2 separate regions of the Mus musculus genome follow, and region 2 is linked to region 1. The links are chromatin contacts, called in public promoter capture Hi-C maps. All regions are on one chromosome and are shown on one strand. Each heading gives the region's core, a stretch centred on a gene start, on an enhancer-like site or on the middle of the called end of the contact. The rest is flanking DNA. Distances are from core to core; before and after follow the strand shown. Region 1 holds the start of Cd300lg (CD300 molecule like family member G). Region 2 holds the start of Fam171a2 (family with sequence similarity 171, member A2).

Region 1 (4,753 bases), core at 873-3,372:
TTCTTTGTCCCCTGCGATGGTCATCTTGTCCCCATCCCATGGTAGTCTCCCCTAACATGTCTAGGCCAAGAATGACAAGGATAGCTCCTAACAGGCAGACTTGCCAGTGCAGAGGCACACTGCGGCTTCCTCTCTAAGTTGTCCCCAGTGCTCAGCAGAGTGTCCCTCCCCACGTCCTGGAGAGGCCTGGTGAGATTGGTACCAAGACTGCCCCCTTCTGTAATGGGGACACTGAAGCCATGGCTCAGATGCTCTCACCCATCCTAGTCTCCTCTACATCCCCCCCCCCCCCCCCCCCGCAACCCAGGTAGGGGGAGGAGTCCATTACCTGGAAAGACAATGAGTGTAACCTCAAAAGACTCATCGCGGCCCAGTCTGTCAATCCCACACCAGTACTTCCCTGAATCCTTCAGGGTAAGGTCCCTCATGATCACGGTCATCGAGAGCTCTTGGGGACTGTCTCGGATGGACATCCTGCCTCGAGTCACCTCCTGGTCCTGATTTGCGTAGACAATGTCACCGCAGCGTGACACCAGGATGCCACCCTGCCGGCACCAATACTTCCTGTGCTCCTTCATCTTCTCCACGTAGGTACACCGCAGGGACACGGTGTCACCTTCAAATCCACTGATCTCCTTTGGACCCTTCAGGGCTTCATAACCTGAAAATGCAGCGTGAAAGGAGATGGGATTTCCACGGATCCAAGTACCAGGCCGAGAGCAGAAGTTCCCATTTCATGGGGATGAAGGGAGGCGTTCTTGTTAGAACATCTTGGGCAAACCATAGACCCCCAGGGTTCTCCCTTCCTCTGGGGAACCTTAGAACAAACATGTTATTTGAGAGACACAAGTCAGGCTGGCCAGATGGCTCGAGGGGTAGAGGAGCTTGCGGCTAAGCCTGACAACCTGAGTTCGATCCTCAGGAAGGAGAGAATAGATTCCCAAACGTTGTACACGGACCTTCCTCACATGTACTACAGCATTCATGGACTAATGTGTGCTCATATATGCACACACACACACATGATAAACACATGTAACAAAACCCTTAAAAACAGTGTGAGTTAATGTTATATATTTTTAAGGGAAAACCAAGCAAACATGGCCAACTGAGCAACTGATGTCAGTTACAAGATGTGATGTCTGTCAGTTACAAGATGCGATGTTAGTTATAAGATGTGTCCTGATGAACCCAGCCTGGGGGGGGGGTGCTCTTGATTCAGTTACTTGGAATCAGAGCAAGTTCAAGGCCAGTCTGTCTGAAGCATAAAATGGAGAGAAGGCTAGGGATATAGCTTAGTGGCAAAGCACTCATTTAGCATGCTCCGGGGCCTGGGTTCCACCCCTCCCCCAAGCATTGCCAAGGAGAAAGAAAGGATAAAAAAATTACAAAAGTAAAGAAAGCTTTGCTCCCTGTGGGTGACAGTGTGGTTACTTACTGTCCAGCCCTTTGCCCTCTTGCAATGAACGCACATTTTATAAATATGTATATGTATGTATATGTGTGTGTATGTATATGTGTATATGCGTATGTATGTATGTGTGTATACATATATATTATATACATGCATATACCACACATACTCTCTTTCTCACACACACACATACACAGACACACACATACTAACAATAATAAAATTAAAAAGTAAAGCAAGAAAAAAATGAAAGCAAAGAAAGAAAAAGCAAACTTAGTAGGTATTCAACCAAGTTAGCTGAGCTAACAGGGTAAGTGGATGTATGCTTGCTGCCCTGTGGTCAGAGAGGTTCTGCAGAGCCAGGGAACCCAAGGGAGAAAGACCCTGGGCTCAAGGTGCAAGAGCAGCAAGTGCTGAGCTCAGGGCTGCTGGGCTGCAGATGGGTTGTGAAATAGGGATGTATTCCACCCCACCCCACCCCACCTCCTCATGGTGTGGAGGGAAGGCATAACCACAGACCACAAGAGCGTGCTCAGGCCTGCATCTGTAAGCCCCTCCATCCCAGCCACCTCTGACCCCTCTCACCTGGGAGCACCAGGCAGCCCCATAGCAGGACCAGAGGCCTCATGGTGGGTGCTGGACACTGCAGTTGCCTGCAATTGGGAGCTCTTCTGAGCTTTAGCTTCTGCCGGGCTGGAGCCAGGAAGGGAGGGGTGGGGGGCGGGCCATCGAGCTCAGCTCCGCCTTGGAGGGCCTTCTGCTTTTTCCTTTACTCTTTTCCCCCTTCTACCCAGTGCCAGTTACCACAGGTTGCAGACCCACCCAATCTCCAGCCCCTACTTAGCCTTAATCTGTGATTTGCCTGTGTAATTCATCATGGCCTTTGGGAACCTCTGATATATTGTTTTTCCTTTTGCACATGCCTTTAATCCCAGAGCTTAGGAGGCAGAGGCAGGTGGATTTCTGAGTTCGAGGCCAGCCTGGTCTTCAGAGTGAGTTCCAGGCTATACGGAGAAACCCTGTCTCAAAATAAATAAATAAATAAATAAATAATTCTCAGAGGTGTGCATAACTTGACACTGCTACTATAAGAATCACAAACCCTGGAACAACCAGTCATTGCTGATATCCCCAAATACTTCACTATTTGGGAAATTATTAGTTTTTTGACCTGCCCCTGGATCTGAGTATTAAAGTACTAAATATGGAAGCTTATTTGTTAATTAGTAAATCACTGATAATATATTTTAAACTATATCCCTATTTTTAGCATCTTAATTTAAGCTTATTATTTTCATTGTATTTATTTTTCATGTGCATGGATGGTTTGCCTGCGTGTCTGTGCACCCTGTGTACGCAGTTCTCACAGAGGCCAGAAGAGGGCACTGGATCTCCTGAGGCTGAAGTTACAGATGGCTATGAGCCACCATGCGAGTGCTGGGAATAGAACCAGGGTCCTGGAAAAACAACCTGTGTTCTTAACCGCTGAGCCACCTCTCCAACACTCTATTTTTAGTTTATTAAAAATTTAAAATTATATTTTCAGAAAGCAACTTTATAGAGTCCACCTTCAACATTTTCATAGAGTCCAGGAATCCAGCTGAGAATATCAGGCTTGTAAAGGCCATCTTGTCGGCCCTTCTTTATTTTAAACACGTGAACTTGTTTCATATGCATATGAGCCATTATTTTGGGGTGTGGGAGATCTGTAAGCTTCTTCTCTTCACACTGCTGAAGTGTGAAGGGTAAAAAATTTAAAGACCAATTATATAGCCCTTCTGATCAGCATCCCATTGTCTGGGATGCAGTACCGTCATTGGCCACAGGGCGGCGGCTTCAGCAGGGCTGAGCTGAGCTCTGCGGGAGCTTTGGGTCAGCTGCTTTGAAAGGCGGGTCCCCTGAACCGAGCGCTTTGTCTTGCTGGACACTTGCAAAAGTTAATCAGTGGCTTGTTTCCCCTTTGCAGACTTGCTTATTGCTTCAAGGGAACAGAACAAACGCACGCTAGAGGGAGCTCTGAGCCATTTTCCAAAATAGCTGTCTTTCAGGCTTTCAAAGTCAGTATGACATCTAAGCAAATATTTATATTATACAGATAAGTAAGAACGGAGGGAAGGCAAGGATTGGAGTATTACAAGTAACTCACCTTCTGCCTTATAAAATCACTCTTAGTATTTTGGTATGTTTCTTTTCGACCCCTGGGGGTGGGGTAGGAGTTGTTAAAGCCCAGTTGTTGTGAGAGGGGAGTTTGTTCTTGTGGCTCTGGTAATAGAGGGCGTAAGTATTACATTTATTTATTCTCATGTTTTAAGTGTGTATGAGCACGTGAATGTCATAGCATGCTATGAACAACGTAGGACAACGTGCAGGACTCAGTTCTTTCTTTCCGCCCTGTGGGCTCCGGGCATATACCACAGGTCGTATTGTTTGGCTGCGAGTGTCTTTACGAACAGAGCCATCTCTCCAGCAACAGGGCACATGTCTTGATTACACAGTGCTTGGCAGGCATTCCTGCTGTTTACTGACCTGGAATATGTCATCATGAAACCCTACTGACCTCAGTCCGGAACATGACTCCCTTTCCTGTGTACAGATCACCCAAGAGAAGTGGTTTTTGCAGTTTGAAACATACACACACACACACACACACACACACAATCTACTCTAGCTTTGCATGGTATATTTCTGCACGTCTTTATTTCTAGATGTTCCTTGTTCTTTGTGTCTAGCTTATTCATCATAAGCAGGGCAAGCGCTTGACACTCCATTATATTTTTAGGGCTGTAGGAGCTGGCCCCTGACATTTTTGAAATATGTGCTTTTTAGTAATAAATTGTTTTCTTTTTATTTCTCCCCCCAGCGTAGCTGGGATATTATAATATTTAAAACATTAAGCATAGAACAGGCACAGTATTCATGATTGTCGTTTCAGGGGAATATGGAAGTTGTTACCAAATGCTTCCTTATACAGATGGAGCACTGGGTTTGAAGCTTGCCCCCCCCTCCATACTCTTCACCTGTGTATTTAAACATCATTACCTCTTCGCCCCCTGCCCCACACCTTGCCCAGGAGCTGACCTGGAGGACCTGGTAAAAACCAGATCTTTTAGAGTTTAGAGTTTAGAGTTTAGAGGTTAGAGGTTAGAGGTTAGAGGTTAGAGGTTAGAGGTATGGCTCATGGATTAAGAGCATTGAGCAGTCAGGGCTCTTACCTGATGAGCCATCTCACCAGTCCCAAAACACCTATTTTTAATGATGGTTCTTAAATGCTTTAACCTCCCTTGTAGCCCATCACTCACCAGAGGTAGTGGGAAAGAAAGGATACGGGTGGGGGGCAGG
Region 2 (4,108 bases), core at 778-3,277, 410 kb before region 1:
TTCAATGCTACGTGTCCAGGGACAGAAGAGGTGCATATATTCACCTCACCAGAGCCCATACTTGATTGTACCCAGAGGGGTAAAATGGTAAATCCTGATAACAATGATTTGACATCCATGCATGGCAAGTTCCAGAACAGGTTTCTAGCTGGGTGACTGAATATCTAAGTAAAGATTAAGCCGTGATCCTTGAATACCAGCCAAATTTCCTCTGGAGTCAGTCAGTCATTGCAACTGAATGGCCCAGACCACCTATCTTGATCCCAGCAAAGCATTTTAGCCTTGGGCCTCACGGACGAGAGAAATGTGAGCGGGATTGTAGTGGCTGGGATTTTAGATCTGAATGATCCTGATAAAACTGGGGTGCGGTGGGGGGGTCTCTCTGGGGTGTCTCAGCTCCATGTCAACTCTGGGCTGCCTAGAGACATCAGGAGATCCTTGAACGAAGGCAGCAGTAGCCTCTCTGCCCCACAGATAACTCCTGGCTGTGGCAGGCACAGGGATAATACAGTGGGCAAGCAAGGCAGATTCCAGGGAGCTCTGACAGATTGTGAAGTCGGCTTGAGACCAACACGATGAAATTCACCAAGGAAGAGCGCTAAAGCCTGCACTTAGGTTCCAAAAAAAAAAAAAAAAAAAAAAAAAAAGTTACATAAGCACAGAACTGGGAAATATGGTTACACGGAAATCTCTATTAAAAAGGAAGAGATGCTGCGTGCAATCCCCTCTACCCTTGGCTGGCTACTCCAGGGTCTGAGGTGGGGGGCGGGGGCGGTGAGAAGAAGGAGGAGGAAGAGGAAACAGATGGAAATGAGGGGAGGAGAAAGAAAGAAGGAAAAGAGGGAAAGAGGAAAGGAAGGGATGAAGGGAAAGACCTGGTGACTTTGCCCCCTTAAGTAGAGAGACTTAGTCAGAGGGAAGCCTGCTGCGTCCCCTAGGGGAAGCCATCCTTGTCATAGGTCTCCTGGGTAGCAGGCTGTGCTGAAGAGGTGACTGGGCAGAGAGAACGACGCAAAACAGAAGCTAAGGGATAGTGACAGCCAGAAACGATAAGGAGAGAAAGGTTGTTTGGGAGCTTGTCTTCAAACATGGGGTTCAGCGAAGGAAGATCCAGTTTGTCAATCAGGATGCCGGAACCAATGGGATTCTTTTGTGGGGGGAGGCGTCTGCTTCCACTTCTACAAAACCTCTCTAGCCAGATGTCTCCTCCAGAAGGAGGTCTTATTACTCCAAGGGAGGCAAGCCCCTCCCCGGCCAACAATAGCACCACTTACTGCACCGGTGCACCTGTCAGACTTGTGTCAGAGGACCAGGAACTGGCTATGTAGAGCAAAGTGGCCTTGAACTCACAGAGCTCTTCCTGTTGGGATAAAAGGTGCCTGGCATTCCTCCACCATCACCCCGAACCACCCCTCACACACACCTTGGTATCTCAACCACGTTACTAGGTAGAGATTATTATGATTGTCACTTTAAAGGATAAGTGAGGCTGAATATAGCGGCTTGCATTTGAAATCCCAACACTCTGGAAGCGGAGGCAGGAAAAGGGCCATGAGTTCGAGGTCATTCTGAACTTCAGACCATCCTCTTTAAAGCAAGAGAGGCTAAGAAGGCTGTAAGGAACTTGTCTTGCCTGTTTCTGAATGGAAGTCATGGGGGGCGGGGGAGGAGGCTGACATGACCACAGGTCAGCTTCCCAATGTTGGATGGAGACCGCAGCCTCCTCAACACTACGGAGCTCTCGGTGTGGGAGAAGAAAATTCTCACTCTTTCCAACTACAGCCCTTAGGAGTAGGCAATAGCCATTCTCCTACCCCTCAATTTTACACCACATCTCAAGAGCTCTCCAACCCCAACCCGGGTAATTGCCCCCTAATCGCTGCACTCCATTGCTGTCTGGAATCTTGGGTTACCGGGTGGGGGCTGCCGGGTGGGCTGCAGGCAGAGCCGGGCCTCGAGGGGGCGGTGCCCGCTGGCCCGCCGTGCCGGGTGTCGACTGCAGGGGGCGCTGGCGGCCGCTCCGGGCAGAGACAATCGCGCCGAGCGGGCGCCGCAGCCGGAGCGGGAGCCCAACCCGGAGCTGCACAGAGCGGTGCAGAACTGGGGCTGAGCGGGGCCGGCCGATCAGGGCCGGGCGGCAACGATGGACCGCTAGGGCCCGGCCGAGCCCCGCGATGCCGCCGCCGAGTGGCCCCGGCGTCCTCGCGCGGCTGCTGCCGCTGCTGGGGCTGCTGCTCGGCGGCGCCTCCCGGGCTCCCGGCAAGTCTCCGCCGGAGCCCCCCAGCCCGCAGGGTGAGTATCGGCCTCGAGGGGCGGCGATCGTGGGCCTGTACCCTGTGATCGGCTGCCACCGCTGGCCCCCTCTTCACGGTGCTAGTGACTTGGGATGCATTCTGCTCCCAGGATGGCGGGGGGAAGGCGACCTGAGATCGGTGCTTCTGGGGGAGAGATTGGGGGACTGTTTGCTGCGGGGGTCTTGGGGAGACACAATGGAGAGGGCGAGGGTCTCCAGGCTCGGCGCTGCCGCCTCCTCCGACTTGTTTTTCTCCCTCCTGGTCCGCGAGGCACTGCAGCCAGAGCTATTGTCTGCGGAAGACACCCGCCCAGGGGCGGGCTGGGGCGGGCGCCGGCTCCGCAGCCCCCCGCGGGTCCCTAGCTGCGACCCAGGCTGGGTGGGGGCGCAGACATCGGCTGCCACCCTGGCCGGACTGGGGCTGGGAGCTTAGAGCTGGGCTGCGAGGGGGGAGGGGAGAGGGGGAGTGGGTGAGGCTGTAGGCGGGATTGACTGCTCGAATGGGGTTTTCACCCAGGAGCCTGACAGCTTCTAGCCAATCCCCCCCCAGGTTTAGAATTTGGGGCTCACCGAATAAACACTGATCAGCTCATGCTAGAGGGAGGGGATGCATTTGGAAGGGGGGGGGCGAGTACAGGCGTTATTGTGATTCCCGGCTCAAGGCGCATGGCAGGGCTGTGGTCACGGAGCCATGCTGAGCTGGCTGGCTAGCTGTGGGCAGTACCAGCTGAGAGGGCAGGTGTCTGGGTCCTTGTCCAGCCTGTCTCTTGCTACTACTCTCTTCTACCAGCTTCCCTTCTTCATTTCACTCATTCCCCCGCCCCCAAAGGAGACCCTGACCCTCCTAACGCCTAACCTGGCCCACATGGGTGTGTGAGGTGAAGGTAGAGCTGGCCCCTGCATTGGGAGCTGGACACCCTGACTCCACAGCTCACTCGTGGGTGCTCTGGGCCTCTCTTCTCCTCATCCCTGCTTCCCTCTCCCACCTTTCTGGTTCCTGCGCCACCACCCCACAATTGCTCTTCCTTCCCTGCCTGCGGTTCCATCCTGAAACAGTGTTCTTTGCTCCTTATGCCACCCCCCCCCCACACACACACACACCAGAAGCTAGCAGGAAAGGCGGAAGGCGGGGGTCTGGTTGAGGGAAGTAGGGTCCGGATGAAGGAAGGAGGTCGGATTTCCTCCTGGAACAAGGCAGGGCTAGCCAAGTGGAGAGATGCAGATACTGTATGGAATGCCAAGCTTTGAGGGTGGGGAGGGATCTTCCTGTGCCTCAGTCTCCCCTAATCTCCCAGAGAAGAGGCCCAAGCTAAGAAGCTTCTCCTCCTCCAAGGCCCAGGGGAGGGAGGAAGGGCCCAGGGAATTGGCTGGAATACAGCCAGAATAAGGGGCTCTCTCAGGCAGCTGGCGGGGAGCCCAGGCTGTGGGGAAGCAGGGAAAGGAGTCTGCTAGACACCTGCCCCACCTCCCAGCTTGGTGCTGACTTTCCTTCCGGCCTTACCTGCCCACCTCTGTTTTGTTTCCCAGGTCCCTCCTCTACCTCTTTTGAGGCTTTGGCCCTTGAGCCAAAAGGCTTCCCTCAAGTGACAAAATTTCAGACTCCAGGATCCTCTCTTCCCAGCTGCTTTCTCCAGCTGTTCCTAAGCCTAGAATGGGGCTGGGAGCAGTCAGACTCTTTTAGCTTCTCAGAATTCCTACTGGGGCAGGAGACTGCCACTCCTTGGAGAGCCAGCGTGGGAGTGGGCAGAGTGGGTGCCCCACCCTAACAAGCTAGACTCTGGCCTATCCTGGAGAGGGAGGTGGGCTCTGGGAATA

The links. Promoter capture Hi-C pulls out the DNA fragments that hold promoters and counts their contacts.
Region 2: a promoter capture Hi-C map of pre-B cells shows a contact between it and region 1, with 2.2 times the contacts expected there. The contact joins the promoter of Fam171a2 here to the promoter of Cd300lg in region 1. A contact is called at or near these places in 11 of 39 promoter capture datasets (the 3T3-L1 cell line, 3T3-L1-derived adipocytes, the C10 cell line and 6 more), 2 of 484 Hi-C or Micro-C datasets (both in the G1E-ER4 cell line), 2 of 115 datasets of contacts at active chromatin or transcription factors (embryonic hindbrain and stem cell-derived neural progenitor cells) and 3 of 9 other capture datasets (adipose tissue, embryonic stem cells and liver).

Annotation. Positions count from the first base shown.
Region 1 is chr11:102,038,880-102,043,632 of GRCm38.p6, reverse strand. Cd300lg (CD300 molecule like family member G) reads right to left here and starts at 2,122. Exons shown (of 7, transcript NM_027987.3): 1 at 2,000-2,122; 2 at 329-661. The coding sequence starts at 2,042.
Region 2 is chr11:102,445,582-102,449,689 of GRCm38.p6, reverse strand. It overlaps Fam171a2 (family with sequence similarity 171, member A2), which reads left to right and starts at 2,027. Exons shown (of 8, transcript NM_199200.2): 1 at 2,027-2,292. The coding sequence starts at 2,175.